Linked DNA regions of Mus musculus: region 2 is linked to region 1. Evidence: chromatin contacts called from public HiChIP or PLAC-seq data. All regions are on one chromosome and are shown on one strand. The core of a region is the stretch at or near the end of the contact, and the rest is flanking DNA. Distances in the headings are between cores, read along the strand shown. Region 1 holds the start of Fbxo4 (F-box protein 4). Region 2 overlaps Oxct1 (3-oxoacid CoA transferase 1).

Region 1 (7,101 bases), core at 600-3,099:
GTCCTGATAATCTGAGCAAGTGGTTGACCTACTCATTGCTGAGCAATGTCATAGGAAAGAATAATCATTTTTAAATGTATGCTCTGACAGACCCTCAGTTGCCCAGCTTCCAGCTTTATTGAATGTCTGTTACTTTTCATTTGGAGCTTCAGGTACTGCATTTTGAATGAAGGGCCCTTGTGAAAAGTGTCTAGGGTCCACTACTGAGCATTATGTACTGTTACATGCAGCTATTGCTGTGTTACTTTCATATTTATATACTAGCAACTATTTCCTGTAGCCTAGCGTGTTTTTAAAAGATGTGGCCTTTGCCTTCTACTTCGAAGATTGTAAAATGGTATTAATTTTTAAATATCCTATGGACTAGATGTAGAATGTTTTGACAATTGATATTAAACCAGTTGTATATAGATGATAAAATTTAACTGTTTTCCCAAAAAACAAAAAACAAAGCAAAACACAAACAAACCATCTTGGAATAGTAAGTGGTTAAAGGTTGACAGTGATTTTGAGATAGATTATGTGGGCTCCGCCCATCTTCCATGTTCTCCAGAACAAGGTTTACACCTCAGGTTATAACGTGGTGATCCTTACTAGATTATTCTAAAAGATTTTAAAGAATTTAACACGTGACTACTAAATCCGAAGTATTCCCGTGATGAAGTCTAGATGTGGAATGGGTTTGGGGATTAGATTAAGTGAGGTAATCTACTTTAAAGAGACTGATAACCTGCTACCAAATAGGTATTTGTGTCTTTCCTAAAACTATATCCAGTGCTATATAATATTTTGTTATATAGCCTACCTCTCATTTCTTAAATTTCTTTTTGATTATGATTAAAGTTACTAGAATAGACATCACTTTTGGAAGATTAAAAATTCACTAATGGCTTTTAATAGTACCACATCCAGGCTTTTCTTTCCTATCAAATTTTCTTCTGACCTTTTATGATAGATCATTGATTGAACAATTTTTTAGTGTATGTACATTTTTGTCGTGGGCTTAAACTCACCATTTTGGTAGAAAATACCTAATAATGGAGTTTGAGGAAGTAAATGCAAGCAAAATGTGAGTGGCCATGGCCAGAGATTGGATTCAGGTTGGCACACCAAGTTGTGGAAGCAGTTGCAAGAACTATTATAGCCACAAAACAAAGACCATACATCAAATACATATACCACCTACGCTGATGAGGGCATTATGTACACAGCCTAGATAAAATTGGCTACATCTTGCCTGGCTTTCAGATGTTACAACATTATTTACTTTAAAATCGGTAAAGGGGGCAGGTGTTTGAGAGATGGTTCAGCAGTTATAAGAATGTACTGTTCTTTCAGAGGGCCTGAGTAGGTGGCTCTCAAGGGTGTGGTTTCCAGTTCCAGGGTTTGTGATGCCTGTGGCCTCTGCTGGAACCTGAGTGCTCATGCATATATCCACATACATGTAGTTAAATAAAATTTTAAGCAAAGCTTACAAGTTTCACCCAACCTCATGAGGTTAGACCAAAACCAGATTGAAGTTAATATTAAAAGAGCTACGCTTGAGGCAGTTTTGGCTTCCCATCTACAATAGTTTCTCCACAGCACGATGTTCTAGTCAGCCAAGGTTATCTTTAATAACACATAAGGCTCCTGATAGCCTCCACGGGCTCAGTTTTTGCTCAACTCCAAGTGGTAGATTGCTGATTCCAAAACACAGAAGCACACATACAGCCTACTTAATATCTAACGCTTAAGGGGAAGCAAGATTTCAGAAAAAGGGTGGCTGTTCAACAAGCCCTAGCTCCCAGGTCCTTGTGGTGACGCACAGAGGCAGGGAGGGACCCGGAGGATGTGTAGTGTGGGAGGGTTTGGGCTAACGGGGTGAGTCATTCCGGGCCACCTCGGCCTGGAGCCCTGCCCAACCGACCAGCCCGGGTCGTACCAGCGGGGCGGAGGCGGAGGCCGAGCGGCTGGGGAGCCCGTGCGCCCCGCGGTGTCGCGCGGAGCCTGCGACCATGGCTGGAAGCGAGCCCCGCGGAGCCGGCTCCCCGCCGCCCGCCAGCGACTGGGGCCGCCTGGAGGCAGCCATCCTGAGCGGCTGGAGGACCTTCTGGTATTCGGTGGCCAAGGAGCGGGCGACGCCGACGGCCTCCCGGAAGGAGGCGGCGGAGGAGACGAGCGCGCTGACGCGGCTGCCGGTGAGCCGAGGCCGCAGGCCGCGCACAGAGACCGCCGCAGGCCGGGGGCCTGGGCCGGCAGGGCAGCCACTTCCGGGTGTGTGCTCGCCTGGAAGTGAAGTGGCCAGGATTGCCTTGATGGTAACTCTTGGTATCCCCCTGCCAACCAAGGTCGCACTACAACACTCACTAATGACCAGCGAGATCACCCACAGGTTGTCAGTCATCCTATTTGGATGTCTGGAAATCTGATGAAGGAAGTGGGTTAGCTTGGAAGGCATTCCAGTGTCTTTCTTCTGCACATTTTAATCCCTAGTCAATGTATTCCAGTTAGGGGGGGGGGGGGGTCGCCTAGAGCAAGCAACTCTGACATATCCAAAGCAACAAAACTGCCACATAATTGAAACCAGTAAAGTTACAAGTACCTCAAGTTAGGTCAGGCTGCAAAGAGGATGCATGCAATTTAAAGTTTCAGAGAAAGATAAAATAAATAAATAAATAAATAAATAAATAAATAAATAAATAGATTATACATTGTTGATGACAATTCCTTTATCTCAGTTGGGTTATTAGTACATCCCACTGACATTCACTCTAAATGAAAGCCACAGGCTTAGGTTACCTCCAAGCTTCTCTCAGGTGTCCTCGGAACCTGATTAATACTCTATAGAGAGAAATTCAAATGACAGGTTCACATGCTTTCATTTGATCTAGTGATAAAATCAGAAAAACCGCCACTTTGTTTTTTTAGATTTATTTATTTATTTATTTTATGTATATGTGAGTACACTGTCACTGACACACCAGAAGAGGGCACTGGATCCAAATTACAGATGGTTGTGAGCCACCATGTGGTTGCTGGGAATAGAACTCAGGACCTCTGGAAGAGCAGCCAGTGCTCTTAACCTCTGAGCCATCTCTCCAGCTTGAAAAAAATCTCCACTTGACACTCATTTATTTTTGAAGAACAAATTAGTAACTGGTACATCAACATACTCATGGAAAGAAATGAAAGGAACTGGTTACTTTGCTTGAAAAATAGAAAGGCAGAGCTTGAGTTTGCAACATTTCAGGTGTGTTAGGGATGAAAATGTTTAGTTTTGAATTTTCTATTGGTGGAGGGATGTTAAGATAGACTTATGTATTTTAAAGAACCAGTCATTCAGGCGACCTTCAGTACAATGATTCTTTACTGATTAGGCCACCGCAAACAGTTGCCCCAGACAGATGACCTCTTTCTTTCATGCTGCTTGCCTCTCTTTCAGGTTGATGTGCAGTTGTATATCTTGTCGTTTCTTTCACCCCACGATCTGTGCCAGCTGGGAAGTACAGATCATTACTGGAACAAAACTATAAGAGACCCAATTCTCTGGAGATACTTTCTGTTGCGGGATCTCCCTTCTTGGTCTTCGGTTGATTGGAAGTCACTTCCAGATCTAGAGATCTTAAAAAAGCCAATATCTGAGGTCACCGACAGCACTTGTCTTGATTACATGGAGGTGTAAGTATCTATTTCTGAGAATTGACAAGAGATACTAAACTCTAAATAGTGCACATTAGTTCTGACCCTGACGTTAGCTTGCTGCATAGGATTTGTCTGAATGCCCCTTGTTAAAATTAGGCCTTGAGCTAATTGACTTTTTTTCATAGGTCCCTTAGAGCTTTAATCTTTTGTTATTTTCCTGTGGTGACTAACCAGTATTTGATTAATTATATCTGGTATGGTAGACAAGAAAAAAAATTTTCTTAAACTTCTCATAATATTTGTAGTACTTTCCATTATGTTAAATTGTATATGCATATTCATACTCAGAGGAAGAATTTCCAAAGATCAGGAAACAGTTCTTTTTGATGGGGAAGAAGACTGTTTTTAAGACTACATGAAATACTTTTTATTATTATTATTATTTAACTGCCTGAAAGCCTCCAAGTTTCTTGAGTATCATGTACATGAGAAAGTTGCTTTTATTGAGCAAATGCTGCATATTGGATTCTATGGGCGTCTGCTCTGGGTATGTCCTTTTCCAACCTAAAGACTTTATCTTTGTGTTAGGGATGTAGGGGGCCAGAGAAGTTACATGGTTTGCATATAATATAGGGTGTAAAGAATTGGTTAATATTATTGTGTACCCTCAGAATATGTCACTGTACATAGGTAAAACTTGCTTTATTGTGAACTCCACATTTAAATCATAATAAAGCAAATTCAAAGAATCTTTGTCCTTTGGCTCTAAGAATGGTTTTACTTTGATTCAGTAGCTACATATAGGATTTCCTCCTCTACTTTCTTGCTCAATCTCTCCATCCCAGACAATAGTTATCATGTCAGATAACAGGAGACGACTAGATCAAAATGTATATGATCTCTATAGATAATCTCAAATTCCACTGGCATTTCTCTTTAAAAATTACTCTTATTTTTTTTGTATGTACATGTGGGTGGGTACGCATATTACATGCTACAGATGGAGGTCAGAGGACAACCTTTTGGAGTCCAGTCTCTGCTCCCACCATGTGGGTCCCTGGGATTGAATTCCAGTCACCAGGCTTGGTAACAAGCCCTGGACCTGCTGGGCCATCATGGTTTCTGTCACGTGATTTTATTTTGCTAATTTTCAGCAAGGTCTAGTCGGGCCTCCCTGTGTTTTTATTTAGTGTTTTGAATCAACTCTTATGTGGAAACTACTAAAGGGGTGATTATGAAGCTTGATAGTGGCTTTAGTCATGTTTTTACATTTCTGAGATTTAACGCTAAGTATCTGCAGTATATCTTTATTATGGGGGCTCTCAATCTTAGCATTATTGACATTTTGGAACAGTTTTGGGGGACTGTCCTGGAAGTTGTAGGACATGTGCTAACATCTATGGTTCTACTGAGTCGCTGTTACTATCACAGCCTTCTCCTCCCCAATGTGAACATGAAATTGTTCAGATACTGCCACAGACTATAGGATAAAACCTTTCTCAGGAAGAGTTTCAACTATTCAAACAAACATTAGAACACGTCTTTTATGGAAGAAACTAAATTAAAGAAAGTAAATAATGTCTTCCTTAGGGAGGGTTCCGCAGTTTTATGACCACCCCCACTCTCTAGCATCTGTGTTTTTCCTTGTCACAGCAATCTACATACATGTTAAAATGGTATCTATCCTGTACTGAGAGGGTTGAAACTATAATCTTTACATTACTGTGTCTTACAGAGGACTCAGTAAATGATATATTCTCAAATGAACAGCAAGTTAAATGTTTTCTATTTTATTTTCTAATTGTGACAATTTTATGCAGTTATAAAATGTGCTGTCCATATACGCGAAGAGCCTTGAAAGCCAGCCGTCCTATGTATGGAGTGGTTACCTCTTTCTTACACTCACTGATCATTCAGAATGAACCCCGGTTTGCTATGTTTGGACCAGGTTTGGAAGAACTGAACACATCCTTGGTGTTGAGTTTGATGTCTTCTGAGGACCTTTGCCCAACTGCTGGTTTACCTCACAGACAGATTGATGGTAATTTTCATGTTAATATACAATACATAGTCATAATAGTACTTGGAGCTTGACATTAGTGTTAAACAGAGAGACATTTAAAAATTAAATTTTGTAATGAAATATAGAAATTGGTGAATGGGCCCCGGTCCTACTAAATGGGAAAAAAATTAGTATAAGAAGTACTTTTTTCTTAGTTTTTCAAGTTGTTATAATTTAGAATTTAATTATATGTTAAAAATAAATTTCAACAGAAATAAATTTCAAAATTTCTCATGTTTATCCTGAGAGAAATTTACCAAGAAAACCACTGAATATAGATTTGCAAATTAATTTTTATATATTGGGATTTTAAAAAAGGATCTATATCATTACCTCCCCTGTACAGAAAAAAAAAATCCATGAAACAGCATGTGGCCTCTTGGTGAGGTGGGAATGTATCGTTAACATAAGTAGGGATGGAATGTAAGATATGCTTTGCTCATTGTATATATACAGAGATTTGGAACAAATCTGGGTCTTCCACAAAAACCAATAGATCTAAGTGATGACACAGACAAGTATCTAGGTGACTAGACTATAATCACTTGATTCGGAATAGAAAACAACAACCAAAGAACGCTGTACCTTGAAGAGGACGCCTCCTAAGACGTCAGGCTTACGAGATACCTTCCCTTAAGACAAGAAAAAAGCACAAAGTTCCGAACGTTTAGGACGTAGTTGAAGTATCTTTAAATCTAGAAAGAATGGAGCTTGGTAAGCAATGACAACAGCATGTGGAGTGCCCAATCAAAATTTCATTTTAGAATGTTTATTCTGGCTTCCGAGTGAAAACCTGATTAGAAGGGACAGAAGGAGCTGCTGTAATAGTTGATTTTAAGAAAACATGGGCCGGGCGTGGTGGCGCACGCCTTTAATCCCAGCACTTGGGAGGTAGAGGCAGGAGGATTTCTGAGTTTGAGGCCAGCTGGGTCTACAGAGTGAGTTCCAGGACAGCCAAGGCTACACAGAGAAACCCTGTCTCAAAAAAACAAAACAAACAAACAAACAAACATGGAAGGGATCACTGGGTGAAAGACAATGAGTATTGAGGATGAAACTTGGTGCAATTAATAAGGATTATGTAATACGGATAGCTGCAGGCTTCTGCCTTGGGGCTCATGTTGGGTAGGAAGCCAGCTAGGGTAAGGAATCACCAGAGTAGAATGACTTTTGTGGTGGTTGTTTTTAGTGGCAAGAGCTAGGGATGGAATCTGCTGACTCTGATAACTTCAGGGTATATAAACAAAGATGAGTGTTATAAGCCATCCAATTGTATTAGGTTCCACAAGGGTAAGGACCTTATCAGTTTTATTTTGGTTTGTATCTATCATACAAGCCTTATCATAGGTCCTACACTATAGTGGTTTGAGTGAAAATGGCCTCCACAGGGTCATATATTCAAATGCTTGACTCCC
Region 2 (7,544 bases), core at 4,048-6,547, 110 kb before region 1:
AAACCAAAAATGCATATATTTATCTGAATGCACAATTCAGGACATAAAGTGACAAAACTTAGCCTTTTCCAAGAGAACTTCAGTTACAAATTCATCAAATGCATGAGGACAGCTGCTTGGACTTTGGTAAATTGCAGCTCATCAGTGCAAAGCTCAAAAGCACGCTCCTTAAATTAATGAGAAATTTATCATATCAAAGAAAAAATCTGTAACAACATCTGTGTGGTCACTTGCAGAGGTTTTCAATATAGATGCAAATGTCACTTACAGCCAGCTTTAATTACTCCTGTTGTTCACTTCCCAGCATCGTGACAGAACTGTAATCATCCAAATCATTTTACTCAAAGATGGATAATTGATTTTAATGTGGAAATTTCAAGAAGGAATTATTAAGTAATAACTAGAAATAGTCGAATTAACTCAAATCAGAGTCATTCACAGTGGCATTATTTTGCAATAATATAAAATGTTCCCAAGTTCGTCTGCTATTTTAGGATTCTTTTTCTTTTCTTTCTTTTTTTTTAACAATAACATAAATGAACTAAGAATGACAAGGAACAACAACAAAAATCAAACCTAATGTCAACATTAAGTTCTGGCTAAAGCTAATTCTGGTTAAAGAATCAACTTTCTCATGACTGTAGAGAAAATCTCTTGTGCACTGTGCACCTGCCAGTAAAAAGCTGATTGGCCAATGAGCTGAGGCAGGATTCGAAGGTGGGACATCTGGCAGACAGAGGGGATTCTGGGAAAGAGACAGGCATAAAAGAAATATTCAACCAGAGACAGAGGAAAATGGTCAGACAAAACTGAGGACCACATAACCACGGACATGGCAGCACTTAGACTAAAATGACAACAGGATTCTTGAGGTATGAGCTAGTCAGGGAACAGAACCCTAACTTTTGGCCTTGGCATTTATTCATACATAAGAAGTCTCAGAGTGGTTATTTCCAGGGAAAAAGTGACCGGGTGGAAAGCTTACAATTGCACATGACAAATGCAAAATCAGGTTCATTGATATCACATGTGCTATGGCTTGACTCTTGGACACTTTTCATGGTCTATATACAAAGAGTCGGGGCATCTTCAGGTCACTGAGAGGAGGGTCACTTTTATGGGACCATATCCCGCTCATCTGTGCATTATGCTCTCTGGCCACAGCTGAGGTAAGCAGGCTGTGTGTTCCATCCTACATCCCCCACTACTGTTCTCCAGCACCCCTTGGAGGCCCAAAGTCCGTGGGCTTGCATAATCATGAAGGAGCAATTCAAAGCCATAGCCCAAAATAACCCTTTTCTCTTCATGAGGTGATTACCGAATCTTTCAATATAGTGACAAAAATCTAATACAATGCTTGAAGCAAACAATCATTTATTTCAACGAGCTGACTTATTTAAACAAGCACAGTTGTTTTGAATGTGCTGACTAAAATATTAATGAAACATCCCAGAAGTCTGTGGAGTTAAGTCCTCACTATGCTATTTTGCTATCCTGTCTCTCACCAGGCTCCTGCCGCAGAGAAGGAACACAGATTTCAGATCATTAGTTACTATACACTGCCCCAAAGAAGCTGAAGAAGATCAGGGCGCTGGGTGGGGACTGTTTCTGATAAGAAAGATCTGGGGAAAAAGTTAAAACATCAGGTAGGAATCATGGTGTCTGTGTTGAGTCAGTGTGGAGAAATGGAGTTGGGAACTAGAAAGAGAGACAAGGATTTGTTGAGCCACATGTCCTCCAACAGGGAATGACAAGAGGACTTCTTGCTCCGAACTCTTGTCTCCCCCTCTGAATCACCCCATAGTATATTCACCATTTATTCCTATTCCTATTCTCTCTGTCCCTCCTTGCCTCCTTTCATCCCTTCCTCCTTCTACATCCTCTCTCCTTTCCTTCTGCTCCCTCTCTTTTTCCCCTCTTCTTTCTTTGTCTTTATTTATGTGGTATATATCCATGCTTGTAAGGGTGTGTGCATCTATATATACAGGTGCACATGCACAAATGTGCACAGGTATGTAGAGGCCAGAAATTGACAATGGTGGTCTTTCTCGATCTCTCCCGTCCCTTATTATTTTTACACAAAGTTCTTTCCTAAGCCTCTAACTCATCAATTTGGTGAGGCCACTGGCCAGTGAATTCTAGAGACCCAAGGATTACAGATGTTTGCTGCCATGCTTGTCATTTGTTATGTTGTTACTGGGGATCCAAACTCGGGCCCTCACATTATACAGCAGGCACTTTACTGACTTAGCCATTTCTCCAGTCCCTGTCCTGACTTTATTTCTACAGAGTAGGTGAAGAGCAGGTTAAACAAGCTGGAAGTGGCCCTAAGAAATGAAGCAGGGGGGGCTATGTCTCAGCCTGGCTGTAACTTTACAGCTCATTCACAACTTTACCATGTTCTCAGTGTAATCCTTCAGTGAAGTTCTTGGCTTTAAAAATGTTTCTATTATATGGGGATACAGATGAAGACTTAATATTCAAGAAAATATTGACCACAGTATTCAATATAAAGTCAGAAGCATCAATAGTCAACTGTTAAGAACTAAATAGATAGAAATAAATATTAGATATCCTAACAGAATGAACCAATTATTATGATTTTGTAGTATTGAGTAGCAGCTCACAATTTGCATCATAACAATACAAGATTTTTACAAGCAAATATCTATACATATATGCTTCAACATAACTACATCATTTTGCTTTTTTTCTTTCTTTGTAAACTAGTGATCACAAAACATGGTAGATATTTGGACACTTGCATACTGCATTGATCAATTCAGGGCAATTAGTATTGCTTTTTAACACTACTGTGTGTAGACCCATGAAAAGCAGAAGCACCATGAAATTCTAATAATTCCTCTCTTTGGGTAGCTATTCGTGATTTCTGTGGGAGGGCGTTGCTTGCAGACGCCGGGCCCTGTGAACAGCTGTCACACAGCCCCATCTGGTACTGCTCAGAGTCCACGCACTTGAGGCTTCTCTAATTAGTATTTGTCTTCCTTCAGTCATCAGTGGGGAAAATAGACGCTAGGAAATACTAATCGTTATTGATTTGAACTTTGTTTTTAAAGGTTTACTCTCTCTGCCTTGCACCTTCCTACTTTCAAAGTCTGAAAAGTTTTATTTTAAAGCCCGGAGAAAGATACCTATTTATTCCAGATGACAGTGTTTTTGTATTTCGTGGAAAACATCTTACATATAACAGAGGAGCTATGAGGAGACCCTTTTTTTTTTAAATGATCACCTCAGTTTGTTACATCCATAAACATGAGCCTGACCCTAGAAGCTGTTTGTGCTAAGGGCTGAACACCTGCGGAAGTCTGCAGCGGTGGGAAAAGGCTCCCAACCACACTTGTTTCCCAACTTTCACAGAGGGATGGGAGGAACACACTTCCTTTGCCAGGCAATGGTCCAAGTCTGTGGGTGATGCTACACGTGCCCACAGAAGGAGAGGAGGAAGAGCAACTGTGGAGAAATATTTATCTTTCAGAAAAATACAAAGGGACAAAAGAAACACAACAGAGGATGACGTCCTACTTAAAGCCCTATGTACTGGCTGGTTTTGTCTGTCAACTTGACACAGGCTGGTCAAATTGGTGATCAAGGAGGGAGGCTCCTTGTGGGTGGTGCCATCCCTGGGCTGGTAGTCTTAGGTTCTATAAGAAAGCAAGCTGAGCAAGCCAGGGGATGCAAGCCAGTAAGTAACATCCCTCCATGGCCTCTGCATTAGGTTCTGCTTGAGTTCCAGTCCTGACTTCCTTTGGTGATGAACAGCAATGTGGAAGTGTAAGCTGAATAAACCCTTTCCTCCCCAACTTGCTTCTTGGCCATGATGTTTTGTGCAGGAATAGAAACCCTGACTAAGATACCCCATGCTAAGGAAGAACTCGGCCAGTTAAAACGTATGAGACAGTAACATGGGAGCTTAAGGGACCACGAACAAAAATGCATATGGACATCTTCACAGAAATACACAGCAACAAAAGAGCTAAGGAGCCACCGACGTGTTAATTATACTTGTTTCTTCAGACACCATTAGAGACAGTAGGGAATATGATGGCAAAGCCGTCTCTGAAACCTGGCAGGTGTGATCTCATGCCAAAGGACACTCTACAGTGTCCAATGAAAACAGGCTCTGACTTAAAAAATAAAATGAAAAAACAAACAAACAAACAAACAAAAAACGCTGCTGCTATTGCTGTAGCTGCATTAGGAATGACAACATTCTCTGCCTGGACAGAAGACAAAGGAAACCGAGAAGCTCAATTTCTTCCTGCCTCTATTTCTGTCATAGGAAGAAAAAGACAATGCTAACTTTTTTTTTAGGAAGAGCCAAATTCTAAGACAAAATATTGATTTTCTGAACTAATTCTAGACTTCAACATATTATTTCCCAGTATTCTTTAAAAGCCTGAATAGACAATCATGGAATTGCCACCAAGAGACAAACAGTGGCAATGTCAGCAGATGAAGAGACACAAGAGCACTCCTTTTCAGGTTGAGGGTCCACCCACAACAGCGTATGCCAATGGCTTGACAGTTGGTGTGTATGCGGCATAAAGAAGGGGCAGGTGTAACTGGACAATACACAATCTTCCTCCAGTTCACACCATGCAAAATAAATTCTACTTGTCTGTGATCAGCTAGCTCATAGGAAAGTCAGGAAAGAACACATTGTGTGGTTTCACACAGCACCAGATCAAGCCACTTATGGGAGGAGCGTTACAGATTTAGTGGGGAGATGTGAGACAGGTTTCATCCATTCACCAGCAAATACAAATTACGCACCGGTGAGGCTCAGCAAGGAAGTGAGCAGGAAGCTTACTCTGGTGTGAAGAGAGATGGCAAGCTGCCAAGGTCCAGCCTCAGCATCAGGAGAGGCCTGGGGGCTGGGGAAGGGGGTGATGGGAGCCATGCTGATTCAATAACGACCTGGAGTCAGTAGTGGATGCAAGCTGTCAGTTCAAGTTCTCTCTCTCTCTTGCCCAAGAATTCTCATCATTCTTCCTTCTTCTTCTTTCTATTCTTTTGCCTTCCCCCAATCAGAGAGCCTGAACCCAGTCTTTTATTTACTAAAGCTCCATCATTAAGGCTTTGATCATAGTTAATACGTTTTTAGAAATTCTTAAATTTACATAAAATCTCTGAGTCCCGGATCAACAGTCCCAAGCCCCGGTTCCTTCAGAGACTAAACACAAAGCAAAAGTACATTTCCTTATAGGTTTCACACAGCCTGCTCTTCACCGGTAGCTGGGCACAGCTCTTGCGGTTTCCTGGTACAGCAGGCAGCTGTCTTTAGTAACTACTTTCATGTAAGAACAGAAAGGCGACAGACTACTCAGGTTGAAACAATTTCTTACAAGGCTTTAAAATGTATGCAAGTAAAGCAACTCCATTGCCTCATGTACTCTCTAATACTATTTGGTTTTAGCTCATTTATAAGCTTTTCTTCTACATGATAAACTCACATATCATTTGCTTGTATTTTATAGATTCCTTCTTTTCCTATCCATGTCTTTTCTTCTTGAGACCAGGTTAACTCTCTCTCTTTGATGTCCCCAAGTTCACTGTGGCTAATTAACACAGCAGTCATTGGACTGGGTGGTATTTGTATCTCCTCATAATTCCAAGTTCAAGGCCGAGTCTATCAATGAGCAATTTCTACAAAGGACTCTTTAGGCCTTTAAGGCCTCTGTTGTTACGATGTCTAGATCCTTTCCCATGGCCCTGAAGGCCAAACAGAAGATCTGTTCCTTGTCCTCCATAGCCTCACGGCCACCTCCATTCCTCATTCCTGAGAACTGCATCTGTTTCATTTACTATGCAGTGATTGGTTCTGAGTAATGGGGGGAAGTGTATTGTCCAGAAAAAGAGATAGAAAGTAAACAGAAAAGACAGTAGATCAATTTCAGGCCAACAGCAGTCATCAGCACATGTGGGGAACATGGGAATCAATACTCAGGGACAGGAACTGTGTCACACCTCCTCTTACACAGTCATGCCAGACCTGGCAACAAGCAATTAAAAAAAAAAAAAAAAGAAACCAGAAACGCTGGAGAGATACCCAGCAGTTAAGAGAACCCAAGATTCTACAGCTAATCCTACATGTCAACTCCCAAGTGTCTCTAAGTCCAATGCTGAGTGATCTGACATCCTCTTCTGGCCTCCATACGCTCACGGTGCACAAACACAACATACAAGCAAAATATCCATACACATAAAAATACATAAGTCATTGTTTAAATTTAAAAGTGAAAGTGGGTGTGGTAGCAGCCACCTTTATTCTCAGCTCTTAGGACACAGAGGCATGTGGATCTCTGTGAGTTCAAGTCCAGCCTGGTCTATATAGCCAGTTATAAATCTGCAAAGGCTACATAGTGAAACCCTGATTCAGAGATTCAGAGCAGGGGGCAGGGGGAGAAAGAGGGAGAGGAGAAGGAGGAAAAGAAGAAGAAAAGAAAAAAAAACACAAATATTTGAGGGCCTTACAGATCCTTAGAATGATGGTGCTATAGTTTTTCTTTGGTTTAAATTTCAGGAGGGAATGCTCTTCTTTAACAATCAAATGTAAGCTGCAGTTGGTACACACACACACACACACACACACACACACACAATTTTAGTTCTTTAACCTCTTCCTATGGGAGAGAAACCTCTGCTTGAAAGGTTCCTAGTCTTTGGTTCTGTCCTGAAAACATCTATGTCAAGGTCTTAAGTGAAGTTAGGGAGGTCCATGTTACCGTGAAAGAGCAAGCAAGCAAGCAACGATTCCGAGCAGGCAGAGTCCTGCCTCTATTAAAGCAAGCAAGCAAGCAACGATTCCGAGCAGGCAGACTCCTGCCTCTATTAAAGCAAGCAAGCAAGCAAGCAACGATTCCGAGCAGGCAGACTCCTGCCTCTATCAAAGAAAATAGTCTCAGGTTTATGCCTCTGAACAGTTTCTAAAAGTGTGAGCTAGAAAAACCAAACGTAGGGAACCAAACCACTTTTTTAAAATGACCAAGAATAGTTTATCACCAGAGTAAACCCATATCTTAATACCATAGTTGGAGAGTCAGACTTTATGTTTTTACAGCCAAGTTGTTTTTCAGTGCAATCAAAATAGGTCCCTTGGATTGGAGCTATCCATTGGAACTTGGATGGTTCACCAGTAGGTACACAACTAAAGGCAGCAAACTTTCATCCTAAATTTAGTGATAGCAAATAGTTCAGGAGTTAGAACAGGTTTTCCACACGTCTGAGTGAGGACAGGCCCACTGTTGCAGACTCAGTGCACACAACACTGTTGTCTTGTGTCTCTGATTGCTAATGCAGATGCCCATGTAAACTATATGGGTCCCTAGCCAAAACAAAGGTCATGAATCTGAAAGGGGAGTGGCTGGGATGGAGTGGCTGGGATGGAGTGGCTGGGATGGAGTGGCTGGGATGGAGTGGCTGGGATGGAGTGGCTGGGATGGAGTGGGCATGATGGAGAGGGGAGTGAAGTAAGAGGCAGAAGATGAGTGAGAATAGAATACATCATATACACATATAAAATT

The links. HiChIP or PLAC-seq counts read pairs in DNA pulled down with a chosen protein or histone mark.
Region 2: a contact with region 1 is called in an H3K4me3 HiChIP or PLAC-seq map of the SCID.adh cell line, with 14 read pairs. The contact joins the enhancer-like site here to the promoter of Fbxo4 in region 1. A contact is called at or near these places in 1 of 39 promoter capture datasets (macrophages), 2 of 484 Hi-C or Micro-C datasets (the C2C12 cell line and Th1 cells), 3 of 115 datasets of contacts at active chromatin or transcription factors (CD8 T cells, the SCID.adh cell line and bone marrow-derived macrophages) and 2 of 9 other capture datasets (adipose tissue and liver).

The regions. Positions count from the first base shown.
Region 1 is chr15:3,974,321-3,981,421 of GRCm38.p6, reverse strand. It overlaps Fbxo4 (F-box protein 4), which reads left to right and starts at 1,849. Exons shown (of 7, transcript NM_134099.2): 1 at 1,849-2,180; 2 at 3,425-3,660; 3 at 5,445-5,665. The coding sequence starts at 1,998.
Region 2 is chr15:4,083,509-4,091,052 of GRCm38.p6, reverse strand. The region is part of intron 7 of Oxct1 (3-oxoacid CoA transferase 1); the gene reads right to left. Among named protein-coding and RNA genes, the nearest start is that of BC037032, 60 kb to the right of the region's middle. Within about 2 kb of position 5,297, at least 44 of the 459 cell types and tissues checked have an H3K27ac peak or open chromatin away from gene starts, as enhancers often do. A contact at or near this core is called in CD8 T cells, the SCID.adh cell line and Th1 cells, where this site is marked.